3 separate regions of the Mus musculus genome follow, and regions 2 and 3 are each linked to region 1. The links are chromatin contacts, called in public Hi-C maps. All regions are on one chromosome and are shown on one strand. Each heading gives the region's core, a stretch centred on a gene start, on an enhancer-like site or on the middle of the called end of the contact. The rest is flanking DNA. Distances are from core to core; before and after follow the strand shown. Region 1 overlaps Lhfpl2 (lipoma HMGIC fusion partner-like 2). Region 2 has its middle 78 kb from the start of Lhfpl2. Region 3 has its middle 59 kb from the start of Lhfpl2.

The links. A called contact is a pair of places that touch in the nucleus more often than the background predicts.
Region 2: a contact with region 1 is called in a Hi-C map of embryonic fibroblasts, with 2.5 times the contacts expected there. The contact joins two enhancer-like sites. A contact is called at or near these places in 1 of 484 Hi-C or Micro-C datasets (embryonic fibroblasts) and 1 of 115 datasets of contacts at active chromatin or transcription factors (pancreatic cancer cells).
Region 3: a Hi-C map of muscle stem cells shows a contact between it and region 1, with 2.0 times the contacts expected there. The contact joins two enhancer-like sites. A contact is called at or near these places in 5 of 484 Hi-C or Micro-C datasets (3T3-L1-derived adipocytes, the C2C12 cell line, muscle stem cells and 1 more) and 2 of 115 datasets of contacts at active chromatin or transcription factors (the NIH/3T3 cell line and pancreatic cancer cells).

The regions. Positions count from the first base shown.
Region 1 is chr13:94,188,861-94,192,108 of GRCm38.p6, forward strand. Lhfpl2 (lipoma HMGIC fusion partner-like 2) reads left to right here. Exons shown (of 4, transcript NM_172589.2): 4 at 2,988-3,248. The coding sequence ends at 3,241. It overlaps LOC115488151 (a long non-coding RNA gene), which reads left to right. Exons shown (of 2, transcript XR_003950582.1): 2 at 1-742. Among named protein-coding and RNA genes, the nearest start is that of Scamp1, 95 kb to the right of the region's middle. Within about 2 kb of position 1,726, at least 47 of the 459 cell types and tissues checked have an H3K27ac peak or open chromatin away from gene starts, as enhancers often do. A contact at or near this core is called in the C2C12 cell line, the NIH/3T3 cell line, embryonic fibroblasts and 2 more, where this site is marked.
Region 2 is chr13:93,977,742-93,980,989 of GRCm38.p6, forward strand. No RefSeq gene overlaps it. Among named protein-coding and RNA genes, the nearest start is that of Lhfpl2, 78 kb to the right of the region's middle. Within about 2 kb of position 1,545, at least 29 of the 459 cell types and tissues checked have an H3K27ac peak or open chromatin away from gene starts, as enhancers often do. A contact at or near this core is called in embryonic fibroblasts, where this site is marked.
Region 3 is chr13:93,996,797-94,000,044 of GRCm38.p6, forward strand. No RefSeq gene overlaps it. Among named protein-coding and RNA genes, the nearest start is that of Lhfpl2, 59 kb to the right of the region's middle. Within about 2 kb of position 1,760, at least 73 of the 459 cell types and tissues checked have an H3K27ac peak or open chromatin away from gene starts, as enhancers often do. A contact at or near this core is called in the C2C12 cell line, the NIH/3T3 cell line, muscle stem cells and 1 more, where this site is marked.

The sequences.
Region 1 (3,248 bases), core at 476-2,975:
CAGTGGATGAAGCAAAGGGGCCCCAACTCGCCTTTACTTTTGCTCCCAGCTTTTATACTGTCTCAGACAAAAGTTCTCTATGTAAGAAAAAAATGACCTCATAGAAGTTCAAAGCGATAGTTATATATGCCTTGCTTTGTCATGGTGCCCACCTGTGGCCTCGTCCTTGGGCCTGACCTGGAGCGAATGCTGTCTTTGGTCATTAATTTGTTCCCAGCTTATTTTTCTTCCTCATGCAGTGTGTGCCTGTACCGTACGGAAGCTCACTGGACTCCTTCTCAGCAGCCTTTACTTACATTCTATGAGGAGGGGACACTTTTTATTCTGGATTCTAACTTTATTATATCTTTTTGGCAAAACAACTTAAACCATCTCCCTTATACTTTCTATCAGTTATTCTAATAAGTTCCTAAAATTATCTGAATCAAATCAGGAAGTCTATAAAATCATTAATTCATCTAAACAGCATTAATCCACGAAAGTGGGTCTGCAGGAAATTTGCCCAATGGGGTGGGTTAATACCCAGGAATCAATCATAACCGACTACAGGCAGAAGGGGTCTTTCTTTGCCCAATCACGCCCTGTCAGAACAATGAGGAACACAGCAATGGCAAACAAGAAGGCACATCAAGAGCAAGAGCAATCCTGGGATGCGGGCTCTGGGGTCCACCTATCCTCTCAGCCATTTTCTGTTTGTACCATTTCTTTCTATTGCCTTATTGCGGTAAGACTTCAAACACAATACTGACTAAAATTGTAGTAGACCTTTATCTCTAGCCCCTAACTCTGGATGTAATTTTCCCCCATTTCCTGTGCACGTTAGAGGTTTTTCATATAAACCCTTAGAGATGTGTTATTGTTGTTGTTTAAGATTTATTTATTTTATATGAGTACACTGTAGCTGCCTTCAGACACACCACAAGAGGGCATCAGAACTCATTACAGATGGTTGTGAGCCACCATGTGGTTGCTGGGAATTGAACTCGGGACCTCTAGAAGAACAGTCAGTGCTCTTAACCTCTCAGCCATCTCTCCAGCCCCAGATGCGTTGTTCTTTGAAGTTTAACATGAAAGGATGTTAAAGTTTGTCAAAGGTCTTTTCCATATCGGCTGAGATGGTGTAGATTTTTGTCCCTACATCTTATTTCTCTGTTGTAGTTTACATTTGTTGAACTGTCCTGGCAGCCCTGGAATTAAAACCAAGATGGCCGTGGTGTTGATGTCTTGGGTGTATGACTGTGTTGAGAACTGTGGGTCTGTGGCTTTTGTTCTCGGGCATGTTCTCATATCTGGTTTTGGTATCAGGGTTAGGGTTAGCATTCCTGACTTTTAAAACTGTAACTGTAGTGGTTGTCCCCGCTGTGCTTTGTGCGATAGTTTGAAGAGCATAGTGTTAGTTCACCCCTACAGTGGCCCAGTGATGGGCTCCTTTTGTTGGGAGACGGTCAGTCTCACTGGACATAAGAGAGCTATTTGTTTTTCTCTTCTAGATTTTCCAATCTCCTAGTGACCCTTAAATTTCACTTGCAGCTGTTATTTTTTTTTTCCTTTTGGCTTGGCTTAAGAGTTGTAGGTCTTGTTTTATTACAGAAATACCATTTACAGACTTTACAAACCACACCCACCCTTTAGGTTTAAGATTGGTACACTTTTATGATGGTGAATCAGGCAGGTCTTGATTCAGGCAAGGCTTGGAATGACAAATGACTCATCCACTTGTGAGCTCTGGAACTGACTCCATCCCCTGCATGAGACTGCTGTCCCCAGCTGTCCACACACAGTGCATTGTCCCTGTTAGCCTTTCACTTACAAAGGCCCCAATCCTTGGTCCTTGTTGCTGCTGCCATCTCTTTAGCTACCACACTAGAGCTTAGTCTGGCCATAGACTAAAACCCGCCCTCCCTTACAGCACAGGGCTGTCAGCTGACATTCTACTGGGAATCATGGTTTCCTTTCCCCTTCTTCGTGAGCTGCTTGTACTGGTGAGTGGCCAGGCCTAGGGTAAGGCCACTACCTAAAGTTGTTTCTCTAGTCCTCACTTAGGTTAGACCAGGCAGGAAACCACCTCTAAATTGTTGAAACCCTGTGACTTGTGAACATGCAGCAGTGAGGGCCAGAACAGTGCTGGCCGAGTGGGGTACGTGTGTGCTGGTGTGTGTGCAGGGCGGAGCTCACTGAAAGCCATTTAGACAGCAAAGTGCCATGACACTGGCAGTTTGTTTCTATAGAGGCGTAGACATACACCTCTCCCCTTGGCATGCAGGTCAAACAATGCTTTTCGTGGGTGTAGGTTAAGAGTTAGTCTTAAGGCTCCTGACTTTTGTCTATAACTAGGCTGAGGCCACAAGGTTCTGAGTGAATTACTTTATACCAGTGATTGGCAAGCTCTGTCAAAAGCTAGATCATAATTTGTGTTTTGCAGGCCAGGTGTTCAGAAGGAAGCATGTCTCTGTTCTAATGTGTTCTAATAAAACTTTATTATGTGTTATTATTGGGTTTGGCATGTATGTATACCGTATGCATGCTTGGTACCTATGGAGGTCAGAAGAGGCTGGCTGTCAGGTCCTCTGGACCGGTAGTGAGCTACCGTTGGGTGCTAGAACCAAACCGTGTGCTGTACAAGAGCAATATGCACTCTTCCTGCGGAGCCATCTCTTCAGACCCTTTGTAAAGCCATATTTGGCCTTAGTAAGCCTCTTAACACCAAGAAACAGGAGCAAACTCACTGGTGGAGTCACATGCCACCATACACAAACTGGCTGGAAATACTAGGTAAGCTCTCTTCCCCCTCATCTAGACTCCATACTTAAAAGTGTGCCTGGTAAAGTGACCTTGGCTATTCAGGTCAGGCTTCTATCCAAGACACTAACACTTTTCTATTGTAGAGTGGATGGCCCCGCCCAAAGCCAGCGACCATAAGGGCCCGGCAGATGCTGCAGGTTGCCTAGGCACCAAAGGCTTCACCTGTTTTCTCTTCTGTCCCTCAGGTCTGTTCCTTATCCTCGGCCTGATCCTCTACCCCGCAGGCTGGGGCTGCCAGAAAGCCATAGACTGTGGACGGTATGCGTCCCCCTACAAACCTGGAGACTGCTCCCTGGGCTGGGCCTTCTATACTGCCACCGGGGGCACGGTCCTCACCTTTATCTGTGCTGTCTTCTCTGCACAAGCAGAAATTGCAACCTCCAGTGACAAAGTCCAGGAAGAAATTGAAGAGGGGAAAAACCTCGTCTGCCTCCTTTAATCTGGAA
Region 2 (3,248 bases), core at 295-2,794, 210 kb before region 1:
GACGCCAAAGCTTGGGAATTATAAGTGCAGGCTCTAATTAGACTTGGAAGGTTCACTTCCCCACCTTTAATGTTGCGTACTTTCTCAAGGCCAATGCCAGTATTTTGAATTGTTCCTTTGTTTGACCTCAGGAGGTCTTTCCGCCCTGGGGCAGCACACCAGAATAAAAGGCAAGTCCTGTGCATTTCTTAGTAACCAGCGCTTGTGAGATACTGAGAATGAGCTCTGAATGAGCTCTGAGCCCCCTGAACCACAGTGCACACTCTATCAAGAAGGTTATGAGATCCTGAGGTGCAAGGGAAGGCAGTTCCCCTAGCAGTCAGCCTTACTGTATAAAATAAAAATGATACCCTCCAGTTTTCTTACCTCTCTAACCCCAGGAGTAAAGCATGATGCTTTAATGACTTTCAAAAACAAGCTGCTTTTAAAAGTATAATCGAATTGTGTTTTTAAGATTGCATTTCTCTGAGCATTCGGTGAGTATCCCTTGTGTGTGTACTCCTCTGGGATTAGTTGTGTCCTCAAGTCTTACCTATATTTCTATTGGTCTGCAGCTCCCTTTCTATAAGAACTGGGGGGAGGGGAGGCAAAATTAATTTTCTGCCTTAATGTGAGTTTTCCAGTTTATTATTTGCCTTTTGAATTTACTAATGATAATTTCTTCATGAAAAAATATTTGGGGACAGATTAATTTTCTCATGATTTTTTTAAGCACGTGTGTGTGTGTTCTTTGACTTTAAAATTTTTTGTCTTTAATATGTTTAGTATTAATTTTATCCCAAAGTGTGGGGTAGGGATTCAAGGGTCCTTTTCTCCAATCACTATCCAGATGGTTAGAAATGTGGACTTTTTCAGGTGAAATTCCCAGGGTTGGTGTCTGCATGTGCTCTCGGTGGGATGGTGGCACAGAATCGTAGCCTTGTGACACACTATCCGGTAGGTGACTGTCTTCATCATTTTGTGGCTATCCTTCTGTATTTCCCATGAGCACAGCTTCACACTCATAGCACGCTGCTAACACTGGTCCCGAGATGCCGCTAAGGTAAATGAGCTTCACTGGGCGGCTTGGATTTTTCTGAACATAAAAGGAGGAAATGGGAGGTGGCCTGGCAACCTACAAAGAAGCCTGCCACTGGAGAGATACGTCAACCTCAGTCTGCTGACCATGCCAGGTCACGGCCAATACTTGACGGGAATGACCCACCTTGGCAAAGAACATGCAAGGTCCTGGTTCCTTCTCTAGCACTGAAAACAAATCTAATGCCAAGTATCCCAGGGTAGCTTCTTTAGTGCCCAGGAGTCCTATGAACTTTGCTTGTTTGACCCGTGGTGTTATTTTTGTATAATTTGCCATGCCTCTCTCACTCCTCCCCCACCCCCCCAAAAAAAACCGTAAGAAGTTGAATGAGATTCATCATTACAGACTTTATTCACCAATATTGTTAGATTTTTTCCCCCAATTTTTCAACAAGCCATTGGTTCTGATGCAAAGTTTCCAATGCCACATTTCTGTTGCAATTCCACTTCCGCTCCCAGCCAACGAGCACATTTCTAGGCTGTGACTAAGGGGCAGAGGATACAAGAGCACAGGACCTGGCTCTCACTGCTGCTTTGTAGCTGAGAGATCAAAGGCATTTGCTTTTGTTCCTTTCCCACTCTCTGGGGATGCTCACCAGTTCTACCACCTCCCGTGGGACAGACTTGTAGAATTCCTTGGATTTGCAATTATGCTTTAATAATGAGCTTCAAGACTTGAGGAATTCCATCAAGGGGAAACCCACAGCTTAAAAGCTCAAGGTCAACAAGGTCGAAAGCCAAACAGTAATTGAACATGTGAAGACCCTGGGATGGATTGAACTGTGACCCCAAAATGATGCTCTAGGTTTCAGTCCCCAGTACCTTGTTTTCCTTTGCAGTTGTTATATTAGTCAGGGTTCTCCAGACGAACAGAACAGAAGCAACTAAAGTAAGTAAGTGTGTGTGTGTGTGTGTGTGTGTGTGTGTATGTGTGTATGTTTTATTGGATTAAGTTTATATATAACATATATATGTATATATATATATGTATACACACACACATATAAAGCCATAACAGGTTATATAGTTCAACAATAACTTATTACATGCTAGAGAATCTGAGAACTCAGTAACTTCTTAGTCCAAGAAGCTAGAGGTCTCAGAACAAGGAAGACAGATGATGTAATGCCAGCCCAATGCTAGAGACGAAGATACTCCCTGGAGAATGACTGATGTGAGTCTACACTGAAAGATGGAGACTCTGGAGTCTACATCTCTGCTTCAGCAGAAGCAGCAGGTATACTTGCTCAAGAAGAATAAAACTGATGGTGTGTGTGGAAGTGCACATGTTGGGACTGTGCATGTGTGTGCATGCATTAGTAGGTCAATAGGTCAGAGGACAACCTGGGATGCTCTTCCTTATCACTATCTACCTCATTCATTTTTCAAGACAGGGTTTCTCTGGTAATAGAACTCAGGTCTGCAAGATTGTGAGTCATCTGTCTGACCCATCTCCCCAGGCCGTGGGCTTTCTCTTTCACCAATTTTATTCCATTTGGGCCCTCAGCTAATTGACTGGTGCCACACACATTCAGGGCAGAGTTTCCCTCCCTCTGTTGCTGTCCCACATGCCAGTCCTCTCGGATACAATGTGCTTGCTTTACTACCCACTAGGCACGTCTCATTCCCAAGTTAACAACATAGAGCAAACATCACAGTTGTCACTTAGGTAGGTTCTGGAGCTGAGACCATCTCACACTTAGAGTGAGCCATCAGTCCAGTGAACCAGGTCTGTATTCAGAGAGGAAGACATCACTCACAGAGATGCCAGAGCTGCAGAGACTGAAGTGACATGTCTACAAGACAAGAGACATTAAAAGTTGCCAGAAAACTACCACCAGATAAAGACAGGCATGGAATGTGTCTTTCTTAGAGGCTTTGAGAAGGGACCAAGCCTTTGACATGGTATATGTTTCAGATGGCCAGCCTACAGAGCTGTCAGGACAAAGGTTTATTGTTCAGGGGGGTCACTCAGCTTGTGGTCATTTGCTATGGTCCTCAGAGAAAATGAATACAAACCTACCATGGAGAGGCAGTCAGCTCTTGTCCTCTGAGTCTAGGGAAACTGTGAGGCCAAAGAAAAGCTTCCTTGGCAGTCTCCTGCCTCAGCTCCCCGCTATTTAGACTGCCCTATTTAAATACAGTTTAATTATATAAGTTAAATATACAAA
Region 3 (3,248 bases), core at 510-3,009, 190 kb before region 1:
TACGGTGTTCGCCTCTGCCCTTTGCAAAGAGTCATTGGCTTCAAAATGATCTGGAAATGTCAGGAGCATTTGGACACATGGCTAATCTGAGTGTGGCTACTGAAGGCATGAGACCAGCCGTGAGATAGGTTTACCGTCTCAGTCTGTAACTGTGAAAATTAAGACTGCTGACAGCTGTTGGCAAAGACCTTCAGAGTTGTCATCTGTCTACTCATGACAATAAGAGCCAGGAGTGACCTGTCAAATGTCCCGCCAAACCACTGAGAGCATGTGTTTGGCTTCATGGTCACCAAATACTAGGATATGGTGTCGTGGGAAGAGAAGCTTGTGAGAGAGTCAGGAGGCCCAAATGCACTTCAATATAGATGGGCAGAGTTCCTCCTGAGTCTCTGGAAAGACACATGAGTAAGCCACGAAGAGGAAATGATAGAATCCAGCCCATTCTAGATGGTTCCTGAATGACAGGGGCTAATGTGGACAGTGAAGATATCTCACTCTTTGCCTTTCTCAATTATTCCCTGTTCCCCCCAAACCCCAGATTAGACCTAAAGAAATTAAGTAGCCAAAGGACAAACTGTGGAAAAGAATGTTGGAAAACATGTAGGCTATCTGCCACCTGGGTGAGTAGACACTCAACAGTTGAAGGTTGCCTAAGAATATACAAAAGGGATGATGGGGGGAGGCAAGCTAAGCAGATTCAGTCCCAGGGATTGTGTCATGAAGAGGACCACAGGGAAGCCTTTGTCTGGGTGTCTCAGGTGCTAGCTGAAGACTCACCTGGAGCCTTCCATGTTTGAGGGTTCAGCCAGGTGCCTCCCTTCCTACGACCACAGCCTCTAGTAGCTCTGCTAGCGGAGGAGTAGGGCGGGGCTGTTCCTCCATGACAAGCACTCACAAACCTATGGGCAACAGCACGTGGGGTTCCCAGGAAAGGCAAAATACTAAACTGAGAAGTATAACTGGGCTGGGAGGTAGCTCACTCGGTAAAGTCGCTGCCATGCAAGCACGAGGAGCTAGGTTCAAATCTCCAGGCGGGACAGCATACATTTGTAACCCGGAGGTAGGAGTCAGGAGGCAGAGGTAGATAGACAAACTCCTTCGTCAGTGAGATATAGGTTTAGTGAGAGACCTTGTCTCGAAAAATAAGGTAGAGAGTGATCAAGGAAGACACTGCCCTTTGACTCAACAGTTACCAGATAGAGAATTCATGTGACAATGTGGTTTCATTTTCTTGGGGAGCACGATGACACCCCTTCCATGCCTTTCCCCATCCCCCAGAAAGCATCCGTGCATGCAGTGAGGGTGTATTTGGCAAAATGGATGGCTGTAATAAAACGGGTGGCTAACCAGCAAGGGCCAGAATGATGAGTCACAGGTCTGTGAGCTGACTCACCTGCAACTGGGCAAGACTGCCCGAGACAAGCCCTCCCGGGGGGGGGGGGGGGGCGGGAGGAGACAATGTCTCATGGACACCCATTCTATGCCAGGCTGAATCATCCAGGGTGAATTTCAAGATATCCAGGGCTTGGATCTTCCAGACTATATGGAGAGGCTAGTTAGCTTTGTTTAAGTAACCAATCAACATTTTAAAGTCACCTTACATTTAATTTTTATCTCCTGTGCTATGCTCACACTGGTGGGTCACTGTGTCCTAGGATAGCCCTCTAGACTCTTCTGGTGCTGTGGGTCCTGACTCCTCCTGCTCCTCTGAACTGGGAGATGGGGGCTGAAGAGCAATCCCTGTGCTGAGATTGAATACACCGGGCTGACTGTATCACACTGCCTGACACCATCCCCTCTGTCTCCCTGCTAGAGAGTGATTCATGGTCACTCTTGGCAGAGTTTTTGGAATCCCATTTGTGGGATTTTTATCTCATCTAATTCAAGTGAAAGAGCACAAAAATGTGGCATCCTGGGGACAACCTTGGGTTAGGAAAAAAACAGTCTTCTCTAATTTAATGAAGGGCAGCTATGAAAATCTGAGTAGTTTTTAGAAACAAAAATGAACTACAGTTACATGAAGTAAAACAGAACACCTTAGACATAACGTTAAGTGAAAAAGATCAAAAGATCAATCCTAGAATCGATATACATATTTAATTATTTGGGAAAGATTAAATCCAATAAATGAACTACATAGATAGATAGATAGATAGATAGATAGATAGATAGATAGATATTTTAGCAGTATGTATTTAACGCTGTGTCTATCTCAGTTTCCCGCATGACTCCTACAACAGATGATCACAAACCTGGTGGTTTAAAACAAAAGGTAACTATTCTCTCTCAGTTTGAGAGGCGAGCAGGCAAAAACTAGTTTTACCAGGTAAACTTCATGGTGGTGTGTTTTCTCTAGAGGCCTCAAGAATTTCTTGCCTTTTCTTGGCCTCCGTCCTCTGTGGTCCCCTTGGCCTGCTCCCTTTGTGGTCCCCCTGTCCTCTCCCCTCTGTGGTCCCCTTGGCCTTCGCCCTCTGTGGTCTCCTTATCTTCCTTCCATGTCACATACCCCTCCACTTCACTTTACTAAGGCACTTGTAGTTTCACTTGGGGCCCAAATGCGTAATCAGAGCTGGTTTTCTCAACTTGACACCCTCACCGCAGTCCCACCTGCCATGTTTGTTATATAAGGTCATAGCCACATGGTCTGGCTGTTCTGCATCACCCTCTGTACAACCCTCCCACCCCCACGACATGAGGGGCTTGTTTCTTCTGAGAATCTCCACCCGAGGCCTTGCACCTTTTCTTGGGAATTCCCTCCCAGTCTGCCGTGTTCTTGGAATTTTTTGGCTCATTCTTTGTGCCTTACCAGGAGTCTGGCATCTAATCTTTCTATCACAGTCTGTTCCTCCACATAGGCTCGAAGCCTGCTTCTCCCCGGGTTGTGACCTGCTGGAACTTTCCTCTGCATCTTGCATCTAAATCTCTGTCCAAGCCTGACAGGGTACCTGTTGTCACCAAACCCAACCCTGGGCAGCAATTTAACATACTGTGTGGGAAAAGCTGGGCAGGAAAGGAGGTGTGGGAGGGGAGGGGAGAGAAGGGAGAGGAGGAGAGAGAGGGGAGAGAAGAGAGAAAAGGAGAGGAGAGGAGAGGAAGAGAGAGGAGGGGAGGGGACGGGGAGGGAAGGAAGGAACTTTGCACTGGGACTTGATGTGTCTCTTCTTTGTCTAATATTATTATATTTGGACATGTTGAATTTACACTGCTCCTCTCCTTTCTTCCCTCTCCTCTCCCCTCTCCTCCCCTGC